2 separate regions of the Mus musculus genome follow, and region 1 is linked to region 2. Evidence: chromatin contacts called from public promoter capture Hi-C data. All regions are on one chromosome and are shown on one strand. Each heading gives the region's core, a stretch centred on a gene start, on an enhancer-like site or on the middle of the called end of the contact. The rest is flanking DNA. Distances are from core to core; before and after follow the strand shown.

Region 1 (6,278 bases), core at 2,209-4,708, 2.5 Mb before region 2:
CTTATCATGTTACATACATTAATTTTTCTTACCTGTGACAGGTTCATAATGATATTTGTCTCATCTGTTGTGTAAGGTGGTCACTTGGGTCCATGATAGATAGTGTGTGTCCAGGCCATGCACTTAGAATGAGAACCGTCATTTTGGAAACTGCCACAATACATGGCAGGAATGATATGGTTTCAGTAGCCTGGAATGTCACCCTGAAATAACCTAACAGCAGAATTATTGCATTCACTTGAATATTCAGGTTTAGTATAGTGCACCTGTCTTTCTGTACATAAGTTTATATGATCTCCTCTCATCTTAAAGGCTATAATAGGGCTGTGTGTCCCGTGAGACACTCAAGAAATATACACAGGGCAAGAGAATGGATTTTCTTGGTTGATAAACCACCTGGAGCAACCTTACAAAAATTAGTAAGATGTTGAGATGAGTTTCAGTGGGGCAGAAGTACCACTGAAGTGTGACTCCCTCAGGTTGCCTCAGAAGGACTTTTGCTGCCTTGCTCTCTGGAGGGCAGTGTACAGAGTTGGTTCACTTTTGAGAAGTTGGGGAGGGTGACATACTAGAAGCCTGGAAAAGGAGAACATGGAAGCCATCTTCACAGAATTTGGACAGGTCCCAGAGGAGTAGCTTACAAGTAAGAGACTGCTTCAGAAGTGAGCAGGCAGGACTGATGGCCATCAGTAGCCCACCTTCTTCAATCAGAGGACTCCAAGACTGAATGGAGTGCTTTAGGTTGTGAATTTGTTAGCCAGCCACGTTTTCAGACTAGAATCAGATGGTGGATAGTGAAGCATTGACAGTTGATGGTGACATAATGCTGTGCATAAGGGTTTACATAATCATCTCAAAGGTATCTTCCAGTCCTGATGCTCTGTAATTTTAGAATCTAGAATCTCATGTTTGGATTGTAAGTGCCTTCAAGGTGATTTAGCAGGTTACAGCTGTCCTGTCACCATTTAACACTGTTGTCTTTGTTTTAGAGAGAGCTGTAATGGAAGTGATTCCTGACTCCTTACTTTATTATTATTTTTAGATGATTATTTTAGATAGGAGCCTCGTGGGGACTGAGTAGATTCCTTTATTTGAAGGATGGTGTAGATAACAGAACATTGGGTTTGATGCAGCAGATAGAAAAGGTAGAGCTAATCTCAGCGTGCAGGTCTATCCTGCTGGCAGGGAGCAGGGAAGACAGCCCAAGAGTTAGCTCAGGTCACTGCTTCTGAGGGCATGCACGGTAGTCAAAGAGATAGCCTGCTGGCAGGCTGGAATCAAGTTAGTCACATGATCACTAGTTCTTTCATAGATGTCACCTGCTCATTTAGATGATAGATTTTTACCACAGAGGGTCATTTTTTGTCAATGACCAGTTTATATAGTTCCGACAAAGACAGATTTCTTTCCCCCAAGTGTAACTGATACTCCATTGTGTTCAGCCTGCTTGCCCAGTTGTCATGGTCTGGCTTGTCACTTGGAGGAAGAGATGGATACCTTTCTGTTTCTTCAGGTCCCTCAGTTTGTCAGCTATTCCTCACTGAAGTTAAAGTAATTAGACCTGGGCAGGCAGTTACTAGAGCTGTAGAGCTGCAGGCTGATCTGGTTGGTTCCCTCACTTTACTGATGGCATTCAGACACTCCTGATGCCTGCTGTATGGATGCAGTAGTCACTGATGGTGTTCATGCTGCTGCTTCTGCTGACTGCCATGGGGGAGGCTTGAGTTCAGGGTTCATCCACTCACAGTCAAGAAGCCAGGAGTTAACCTCAGTGTGCTTATAATTTAACAGCTCAAACCTTTTATGCTGAAAGACAATCAGATGGTTTAAAATTTAGAATTATTGTTTAAATTTCTGGAAAAATAGTCAATATTTTTGTGGAAAGGAACTTTTTTGAATTCTCTAGTTACGCTGCATTTATATAATAGTCCAAATTGTTCTGTAAAGAGATTAAAACTTAGATCTATGTTTCTGTTGGTACTTAAGTAGCTACTGAGTCAAAATCCGTTCTTTGAACTGCTTGCCTTGACTTCTTGATTCCTTTGAGTCTATGGCATAGAGCACCTCCATTGATTCCGGAGTGTTGTGCCAGTTGGTGGGTACCAGCCACACTGGTGTAAGTTATTGTAGCATGGCATGCTGGTCTAAGTTATTATGGTGTGGCATTCTGGGCCAAGCCAGAGTGTGCTTCTGGTAACTGTCAGTTCCAGTTAAGCTGGCACCACGTGAAGCCAAGGAAGGCACCACCATGAAGCACCTTGCCAGTGCTGGGTTTGGGACAGAAAATGTTGCCCTGTGTCTTTCTGTTTCCCAACCCATTCTGTGTGTACTTCATTGTGATGTTTGATTCTCATGGTCTACAGAATAGTTAGTGAAATGGGGAAGGGATTGTTTCCTGTTCTTCTATACACATTGGCTGGCTTCACCCCCTCAGGTGTATTTTACAGCTGAAAGCTTGGAGCAGGAAGAAGCACACAAACAGAACCTCCTTCAGAAGACACAGCTGCCAAGTTGGGTCAGTGCAAACTACATTGAGAAGCAGATGGTGCTGGGTCAGAGTTAGGTTTCCTAGGCAAATTGCCAAATACCTACTATCAAAAGTGTTTATTCTAGCTGTACTTATTTCAAAGCAGCATTTTCAGGAAGAACTTAATTAAAGTATCCTGGTGGCAGGGAGCAGAAGAAGGGCTGTAGAAGACAGCCCAAGTTTTAGCTCAGGTCACTGCTTCTGTGAGGGCATGCATGGTTGTCAAAGAGATATTCTGCTGGCAGGCTGGAATCAGGGGTTTATACTTTTGTACAAGTTAGTCACATGGTTACTAGTTCTTTCATAGATGTTGCCTGCCCATTCAGCTAATAGATTTTTACCAGAGAGGGTAATTTTTTTTGCCAATGTCCAGTTTATATAATTTTTTCCCATTTTAATTATGAATGCAAGTCATGTTTTTGCAACTGAATGTCATCTATTAGTACATATGAGTTATACTGTGTAATAATGCCTCTACCCTGTCACCTCCTCCTCTAGCATGGTCCCCAAAGTATGGTCTATTTAGTTCCCTGTATAGATTAGAATGGGAAATAATTAAATGGTGGAAGTTATCAGTAGTCACAGTTGTCCCTTCTTGCCAGTCAGCCTGCAATTAACAGTTATGTTTGTTTCCCTGTCTGTTACGCAGGGAGGTGGCTGTTTGGCTTGCTAAGTAGTCTATACTGACTTAAAAGGGCCAGGCTTGAGGGTCCTGTACCTTCTATAAACTTCTGGGTGGTGAATGGAGACAGGTGGGTGGACTTACAGCAAGGCCTACTTCTGTAGGTGCCAACTGAGAGTGAAACTCTGCTGGTTTCCCTACTAGTCTGTCTGTCTGTCCTCCCGCCCTCCTCCTCTCTCCCTCCCTTCCTTCCTTTGTCTAAAGTAATACTTATTGTTGTGGTTGCTGTTTAGGCCTCACTTCTGCTTCTCCCATGATAGTTCATATGCTATTTCAGTCTAAACTTCAGGGGAGAGTATCTTTCACTTACCCTTGTGCTATACAGCTAACATTTCTTTTTGTTAAGTTTTGTTTTTCGGTTTTTCGAGACAGGGTTTCTCTGTGTAGCCCTGGGTGTCCTGGAACTCACTCTGTAGACCAGGCTGGCCTTGAACTCAGAAATCCGCCTGCCTCTGCCTCCCAAGTGCTGGGATTAAAGGCGTGCGCCACCACGCCTGGCTCAGCTAACATTTCTCATGAGAGCAAGGGGGAAAGGGATAGAGAAAGAGTAAGTGCATAGGTGCTTAATTTAGCATATGTTTACATGAATATGTAGAAGGAGTATTAGTAATATTTGGTCTTTATAGGACACTGGTGAGTGAGTACCTACCCCCTCTCCCCCCACACACTCAGACTGTTAAAGATGTGCTTGGTACCTCTTTGACAGCTCTGTTTAAAAGTTGGAAGCAACAGGCACCCAAGTTAACTGAATCACAGAATGAACCATTGTGTGTAGCAAAGTTTTGAATCACAAGTGTGAAGTCTGGGTAATCATTTCAAATCCACAAGGTTAGGGAGATCACACAGCATAGATGAATTTTGAAGTGAAAACTGTCAAAGCAGAATTGGATTTAGGAAACGACTTTACTACCTGATTCTTTCAGTCATCCTTCTTACACTGTACTTCCTTGCCCTCTGTCTTCTGTTACTTGGGCATTTGGAGAATTATCTCTGCCGCTTTGCTTTGGGTGTGACTTAATTTCTGGTCTCAATGCTGAGACCTGTAGGCCTGGCTTTCCCTGGTTTTGATGTCCTTCACATTGGTCACTATTGCCTACCCAGGGGATAGGGGAGCTTGTTTACTCAAGTGCCTTTATGTTTAGAGTCAGCCTGGATGGTGCAGCTGATCCATGGCTTCAAGCTGGGGTCTGCTGCTTGGTGCCTCTGGTCTCTTGGCCAAGTCACAGCATCCTCTCAGCTTCCTAAGAGCTGGAGTCCTCAGTATCGACCTTACTAAGCTGTGGTGGCCACATGGACAAATGCTTGTGGCCCTTGTCGCAAGTATCCCCTTTCCCCCTGAGCTTCCAGCTGTGCTTGGTCATAGCTCTTCCTTTGGTACCAGAAACAAATAATATCCTGCTTAGCTGCTTTCAGAGAGAGAAAACCACAAAAAATATGAATGTATTTCCAGAGGTTCTGTTATTTAATATACGAAAGTCTTTCCATATATGCACAATGGTCAAGCTGTGTCTCACCCACCCTGTATAAATGTATATTTTTACTTTAGGAATTGTCCTCATTTTTCAGTAGAACTCATGAAACATGAAGTCATTGTTTCATGACTGTGTATAGTTTGTATATGAGAACCCCGACACTTACCTTTTGAGTGGAACAGATTAAGAGACTGCCCAACTTAGAATCCTGTGCTTTCGGGAGATGTGTTCTGATGAGGAACCAGACAGTTACTCTCCTTCCCTTTTGTAAGTGGAGATTCTGTGTGGACCAGCGCTGATTACTTCCTGTCTCTTAGAAGCTGCAGGACTGTGGGAGGGAAGCAGTCCAAAGAAACAAGAGACCAAATCCTAATATAAACCAAGCCTTTATCATCTGTTAATGACCTTGCCTTTGAACTTTCCTCACTGATTTTCATAGGAGTGATAGCTTCAAGAAAGAGCTTAGGATTCCCTAAGGCAGCCCCTGTTGACAGTTTTTGCAGGGTCTCAAAGTATGTGGGAAACGATACCAGAAGCCTAACGAGACATGGCTGTGTTCCAGAACACAGACCAACCCATGGAGCTAAGTAGTGTAAAGGATAGTTAGAGTGAAGCCAAGCAGGTAGAGTAGGGTGAACTTGCTGGGAGATCAGGTGTTAAGTTGAGCAAAAGAAACCTGTACAGTATATAAACAAGATTGTGTATGTAAAGTTCAAGAAGAGGAAACTAGTAAAGGGGACTAGAAAGAAGGAAGGTAAGCTAGGTGATGCCTCTGGAGATGCTGTGGATTAGAAAGAGCCTGGTAGGTGGTTGGGGTGCACTGGATGGTCTCCTCACTTTACTGGAGGTGGAAACTGTGTCGCATGTGGATAAGTCAATGAAGCTGTGTACAGTCCAACTGTGGACAATAGTGGAAGAGACTGGAGTCAGGGAGAGAAGGGTCGAGCTTGGACTTTGGGGGAGAGAGAAGGCGTGCGGACATACACACACGCACACACACACTTCCAAAGGTTAAATTACTGACGGGGTTTCCAAGTTTTATCTTTAATACATTTGTGTCTATCAGTGTTTCTAGAAGCTGGCCACTTTTGGACTTAATTATTTTATTTGTATTGTTGTACTTAGCTGTATGACAGTTACTGCCAAAGAACACTGGTGCTTTCACACCACTGTGACATAGTTAATGGTCTCTCACACAGAATAGGTATTCGACCTTTTCTGTGTATCTCCAGGGAATAGAAGCTTGGGCAGCACCTGTAGGATCACCCATTACAATTCTGAGAATGCTTTACTTGACAGCTTAGTGTAGTATCCACTGTGGAGCAACTGCTCTATGCTGAGCTCTGAGCTGCAGGGTTGGACTTAGGAATATAAATAAGATATAGAGAGTTCCCTCAAGGAGCCTGGTGTCCCGGGCAATATGGAGAGGACTGGGCTTTGCGTTAGTCTTGTACCACAGTAACTGAAGAACATTCAAGAAGTTGCAGGGGTGTGAAGGACAGAAAACTATGACTGGGACCACTGGAGAAGCTTTTAGGGGATAGTAGTTTGAGAAGAAGCAGCGATGAATGAACACGTGACAGGTGTTGGGCGAGGA
Region 2 (6,639 bases), core at 1,416-3,915:
CCAAGGTCACTACCACAGCCATTAGTTAGCCCTTAAATGTTCTACTTGATCTAATAAACCCAAACACATTATTTATCAGTTTAATATGGAATCAATATAAATTATTATGGTTAGGGTGTGTATTAAACACAGGGCTTCTCACATGCTAGGCAAATGCTCTACCACTGAGATACTTTCAAGCGTCTAAAAATTGATGAGCTATTTACTCCTTACTTTTTTTGTAGACAATTGCTCGCTATGTAGCCCAGGCTAGCCTCAGGTTTTTGTTTTTTGTTTGTTTGTTTGTTTGTTTGTTTAATATATGTAAGTACACTGTTGCTCTCTTAGACACACCAGAAAAGGGCACCAGATCTCATTATAGATGGTTGTGAGCCACCATGTGATTGCTGGGAATTGAACTCAGGACCTTCAGAAGAGCAGTCAGAGCTCTTAACCGCCGAGCCATCTCTCCAGCCCTAGCCTCAGTTTTTGAATGCTGGCACTACGGGATCGCAGCCCTTTCTTATCCAATGCTGCTCTCTAGGATTTGACGTCATTTACTTTTGCTTACAGCGCTTCCCCTTTGGGACCAACCATACAGCCGCGCTCAGAGGACACAAGGGGCCAGTAGCCGCTCTTACTGAAGCATAAAACAGTGCTAAGATTTAGTTACTTATCTTTAAAGACTCAATCTGTAATGCAAAAACCTCTATCTCAGTCCAGTGTCAATTAAAAAAAAAAAAAACAAACCAACAACCCAATCACCATTATGGAACCAGAACAACCAAGATCATAAGAGAACAAAACAACTGGAAAAAGAAAAGAAAGAAGTCGGGCGTGGTGGTGCACACCTTTAATCCCAGCACTTGGGAGGCAGAGCTGGATTTCTGAGTTCAAGTCCAGCCTGGTCTACAAAAGTGACTTCCAGGACAGCCAGAGCTATACAGATAAACCCTGCCTCGAAAAAAAAAAAAAAAACCCAAACAAACAAACAAAAAACAAAAAAACAAAAAACAACCCCCCCAAACAAAACAAAACAAAAAACCCAAAAAAACAAAAACAAAAACAAAAACAAAAACAAAAAGAAAAAAGAAAAAAGAAAGAAAGAGGAAAAACCAACTCTTCATAAAATGCACGCCCAGCTGTGAAGAGAGCTGCCTCTGGTATCTTCACACCGTTCTCTTCTGTATCCTTACACTCAGAGCGTTGCTTGCTCGGATGAAAGCTTTCTGTCCAGTGGAGAACATGAGCTTCCATTCCCACCCCTTTCTGCCTATCCCAGTGCTACAGTTGTAGAGCCGTCCAGCAGGCCACCACCCCTTGATAATCCACGCCAGAATTTAATTATGCCACAACTGGTCATCTGGTGATTTGCTTTAATGAGTCACTAGGGGGTTTGTTTCCACACTCATTTTTAACCATCTTGGGAGGCAGGAAGCCTGAGTTCTAATCCCCTCTGCTACTTAATTAGCAGTGCAGCGAGGGTGAGGGTACCTCATTACCTTTGACTTCCCACAAGCTGGCAGATTCCTCAACCCAACGGATCCAGAGTCCTCAATGGCAGGGCCTCTGCAGGTGTGTGCTAAGATTTATTTTTATTTTATGTGCATGTGTGTGTGTTTGTGAGGGCGTGTGTGTGTGTGTGTGTGTGCCATGTGCATGCAGTGTGCCGCCAGAAGCCAAAAAAGAGGCATCAGATCATCTTGGACTGGAGTTACAGACAATCTGGACTGCCATATGAGTGCTGGGAATTGAACCTGGGTCTCCAGCCCCTAAAACATGACTGTCTTTGGATGAACAATTTAGAATGACAGCTCCTAGGTTCTCTCTTGGGATCATGTGTGTGTGTGTGTGTGTGTGTGTGTGTGTGTGAGTGTGTGTGTGTGTGTTTACGCTAGAGGTAGAATACTACTTGCTCACTTTCTCCATAGATGATGGGGGTCAGACCTCAGGTCCTCACACTTGTGTCTCAAGTAAGGTCTCCTGCTAAGTCATCTCCATAACTTTCCTGGAAGTAAGGAAGCTTAATGGGACCTGGTCAGAAATTGTGCCTAGCACAAAACAGATGCTTAAAAACGCTAGATGGATGTTTCCTGGATGACATAATGGCGGGACTTACGCGTTGTGTGCTCCAGGTCCCGCCCATAATACCTATGATTTGTGCAAGCCCTTTCCTCTCTTGAGCCTCATTTTCACCATAGCCAAAACACCTGCGTTATTAGGAAGGAACATGGGTCAAGCCTGCTTAGGGACAGGTCCTGGAGGCACTGATGTGCTAGGATTGGAATCTTCTTCCCCCGGGGAGGCTCCTAACAGCCAGTGATGCAGGCCTTTGCTGTGGAGATAGATCAGGGACACACACTGAGGGTTGAGGGCCAGTTTGGCTCGGGTCACCGCTCACCTTTCCTATGTTTCCGCTGCTATAGGTGTCCAGATGGTTTATGAATACCCTCTGTATCTTCAGAACTTTTTCGGTGGTCGCAGGAACTTCCTCTTCAGCCATGGTGGAAGCTGTAGTAGTTGCTAAGGTGAAAGAGTCCTGTCGGTTGCTAAGGAGGAGAGGCTGGGCTTTGGAAGGCTGAAAGGGTCAGGCTCCCTGAGGCGAGGCTCGGACTCTCGGAGGGGTGTGGCTTGCTTTTGGGCGGGGCGTGTCCTGTGGTGAGGGCTCTGGATAGGGTGCAGCTCTGGGGGAGGGTCCGTTGGGGGCGTGGCACGGGTCTGGCCGGGGCGTGTCCTAAAGGGCGGGGCTGATCTCCCTGGAGAACTGTCTAACTGCCTTCGGCACATCTCCTGTAGGACGCTCTGCTTGGGTAAACAATTTCTCTACTGTAAAGAAAAGCAGATGTCACGAGTTTTGGGGTCAAGGACCACAGCGTGAGAGCCCACCACCACAGCCTGTACTGCCCAGTAGCTGCTTGGTGCACAGGGTTCTACTGGCTTAGGGGTTTGACTAGTTTGCTTTCTATTGCTGTGAGAGTACCAGACCAAAACTAACAGGTTGTAGACCCATCATCCAGGGAAGCCAGGGCAGAAGGCATGAACCTGGCTGGAGGCAGGAACGGAAGCAAAGACCTTGGAGGAACGTGGCTTACGGGCTTGCTCGGTCTGCTTTCTTAAGAGAACTCAGGATCAAGGGCAGGATGCTCACGGTGATCTGGGTCTTCTATCAATGAAGAAAATGCCCCATACACATGCCTGTAAGCCATTCTTATGGAGGCATCTTCTCAATTGAGATTTTTCTTCCCAGATTGTCTTTCCTAAGCATTTTCAGATGCCCCCTCCCCCCTTACCACCCTGCCTGGGGATTTGGTGGAGGTGCCTGGAGGGACTTTGTGACCAGGAATTCACACACAATCATGAAGTTTACACTCAGACCGTTTAAGCTCTGGGTCTTCTTTACAAATGAGAATACTCGTGCAGTTGCTGAAATAAACCACCTCTTGCTCGGAGGGTGAAGGAGGTGCCATCAAGCCTTACAACGTGAGTTCCATCCCTCTGTCCCAAAGAGACCGGGCTCCAGCAAGCTGTCCTCTACACATGTGCCCTGGCACACACACCCCTCTTCCACAAATACATTAATGCAATAAACAATGTGTATTTTGTTTTCATCAAAAGTTGTGGTGTGTTATGAAACAACCGGCTTGTTTTGTTGGAAGGGTCCGACTGCACTGAAATAGTTTTAAACACTAACTTGTTAAATCTAAATACATGAACGTATTTTATGCAAATATGCATGCATATATAGAAATTAAATATTTATTTTTATGTGTACGTGTGTTTGCCTGCATGAATGTCTCTGTGTCACATGTTTTCCTGGTGGCATCCAAGACCAAAAGAGACGTTGGATCCCTGGAACTGGAATAACAGAGAGCTATGAGGCACCACTCTCAGGTCTTCTGCAAGAGCAGCCAGTGCTCTTGACTGCTGAGCCATTGTGTGCCTATTGGTTATATTGATTATATTGATTATATTATAGCAACTGCTGTATCATTCCATTAGTTCTTTCCTGTGCATGCATGTTACTACCAACTGTGTGTGGTGCCTTTTATTAAGTACTGCAAAGTCCTAGAAGACCATTCTGCCCCAGTGGCTACTCAAGTTTTTTCATCAGTGCAAGCCTCAGCAATGCTATACCTAATATACCAGGGTGGTGGCAGGGGGAGCTTAGAGGGAGAGTTCCGAAGTCAATGTGGCCCATTCCCAAACTAGTTTCCTCCTCTATTCCTAATATGAACCAAGCAGCAGGTTTTGCCCCTGAACACTGGAGGGAGCACAGGGCATCCTGCATAGAAAGCACTGAGGGTAGTCACAGAGCCAGCAGCTGACTTGCTATGTGGGAAGCGCTTGGGCTCAGCAGAGCAGGAGGGAAGGTGGGCATGTCATTATGGGAGATAAAGCCTCTGCTCTCTTCATGGACACACTCAGAGCAGACAGACTAGCACAAACTTTTCAGCTCACATCCATTTCTTGTCTCTTTTTTTCTGTGTGCTGGGTGTCAATGCAGGGATGTTGCACATCTAAGTATGAGCTCTCCTGAGCTACAACTCCAGGCCTGGATTCTCCCCTTGCATTGCAACGAATACAGAGTTATCTTTGAGGGAACTCACGGAGCTCCAGAAGCTCTGTCGAGGGTGTAGCTAGTTAACAGCACACACTCCAGTTCAAGTGCCCGCCATTAAATTCTGGCTATGTTAAGAGAACTACAAATTAGCTGAAGAAATGGCATTGTTAAATTCTTTTTAGCTGGTCCACTGGGGGTGTACACCTTTAATCCCAGCGCTCGAGAGGCAGAGGTTGGGGGATCTCCCAGTTTGAGACCAGCCTGATCTACAGAGTGAGTTCTAGGACAGCCAGGGCTACCAAGAGAAACCCTGACTAAAAAAACAAAAAACAAGAAACAAAACTCTTTTTAAAAGACTTGTGGAAATAGGCGCCCCCCCCCCCCCCCCCCCCCCGTAGGTCCTGAGCTCCCATCCAGGCTGTCTGGTGTGGAGATAGTACTTTCACTGAGCCATCTTGCCTGCCATGGTCCAACTGTTGACATTTTCTCACATTATCAGCAGAGTCAAACACCTCTCACGTTGTATTTCTGTGCTCCTCCTCCATTTTGGAGCCCCTTTCAAGTGGTCACTGAATAGCTTTCATTATTCCTCCCCTGTGAGTTGTCTAAACTCATCTGCCCACTGCTGTAATCCCACTTTAGGTTTCGCCTGGGCTGACCTCCCGTATCCTCTGTAGCTGAGGATGACAGCCTCGGCTCTTTCTTCACTTCCCAATGCTCAGGCTATGTGTGTGCTCACGCACAACTCTTTTGAAATTGATTTGAGTCAGAGGATTTTTTTTCTTTAGAAGTAAAATCAAGGTTTAATTTATATGGTTAATCTTAAAAACTAGCTTAGCTTAGGATAGAGGTCTGCCTGTGCTCACACGTGTGTGTGTGTGTGTGTGTGTGTGTGTGTGTGTGTACTGATCCCCTTTGTTTTAAGTAATAAAGGAAAGAACAACTCCCTTCTCTCACTTCAACTCAAAATATAACATTGTTGAATTTAAAAAGTGCTGGCACATTTTGATAAGATCTTTGAATCAGCCACTTATCACAAAATAAACCATTTCAGTTTTTAAGCATGACTGCTTTATGCTCAACTCAAAATCAAGTAAATAATTTTATTTAAACTCTACAAACATCATTTTTTAAAATGTTAGCCTGAGATTAAGCACAAGAAAGTTCAACCTGAGGCCGGGCTTCACTGTGCACACTGCAGGCAACCAGACATCACACCAGAAAGAGAGCCTGAGGCCGGGCTTCTCTGTGCACCCCACAGGCAACCAGAAATCACACCAGAAAGAGAGCCTGAGGCTGGGCTTCACTGTGCACACTGCAGGCATCACACCAGACATCACACCAGAAAGAGAGCCTGAGGCTGGGCTTCACTGTGCACACTGCAGGCAACCAGACATCACACCAGAAAGAGAGCCTGAGGCAGGGCTTCACTGTGCACACTGCAGGCATCACACCAGACATCACACCAGAAAGAGAGCCTGAGGCCGGGCTTCACTGTGCACACCGCAGGCAACCAGACATCACACCAGAAAGAGAGCCTGAGGCCGGACTTCACTGTGCACACTGCAGGCAACCAGAAATCACACCAGAAAGAGAGCCTGAGGCCGGACTTCACTGTGCACACCGCAGGCAACCAGACATCACACCAGAAAGAGAGCCTGAGGCCGGACTTCACTGTGCATACTGCAGGCAACCAGAAATCACACCAGAAAGAGAGCCTGAGGCTGGGCTTCACTGTGCACACTGCAGGCATCACACCAGACATCACACCAGAAAGAGAGCCTGAGGCTGGGCTTCACTGTGCACACTGCAGGCAACCAGACATCACACCAGAAAAAGAGTCTTGTAAAGCCAGGGTCAAACACCCAGTGAACTCTCGGTGGCATTGGCAATGCAGAGGGAACTCTACCAAGCCTGGTCCCCAGAAGCATTTTAAGACTGTTTAGATCCTCAGGACAGGGCTGGGTGCTTACCCACGACAGGCAAGGGCTCTACCCTTCACCTTTCCTCCCATGGTCTTCAGAGGCTAAAAATGCCCTTTGCAAACTAACGACAAAAACATCTGCTGATGACCAGTGTATGAAGGTGTGCCCAGATGC

The links. Promoter capture Hi-C pulls out the DNA fragments that hold promoters and counts their contacts.
Region 1: a contact with region 2 is called in a promoter capture Hi-C map of pre-B cells, with 4 times the contacts expected there. The contact joins the enhancer-like site here to the promoter of Ak7 in region 2. A contact is called at or near these places in 7 of 39 promoter capture datasets (cranial neural crest, frontonasal cranial neural crest, hippocampal neurons and 4 more) and 2 of 115 datasets of contacts at active chromatin or transcription factors (astrocytes and large pre-B cells).

What each region holds. Positions count from the first base shown.
Region 1 is chr12:108,167,796-108,174,073 of GRCm38.p6, reverse strand. The region is part of intron 1 of Setd3 (SET domain containing 3); the gene reads left to right. Among named protein-coding and RNA genes, the nearest start is that of Setd3, 8.3 kb to the left of the region's middle. Within about 2 kb of position 3,458, at least 52 of the 459 cell types and tissues checked have an H3K27ac peak or open chromatin away from gene starts, as enhancers often do. A contact at or near this core is called in pre-B cells, where this site is marked.
Region 2 is chr12:105,702,008-105,708,646 of GRCm38.p6, reverse strand. It overlaps Ak7 (adenylate kinase 7), which reads right to left and starts at 2,665. Exons shown (of 18, transcript NM_030187.1): 1 at 2,381-2,665. The coding sequence starts at 2,482. Gskip (GSK3B interacting protein) reads right to left here. Exons shown (of 3, transcript NM_178613.3): 3 at 5,589-6,639.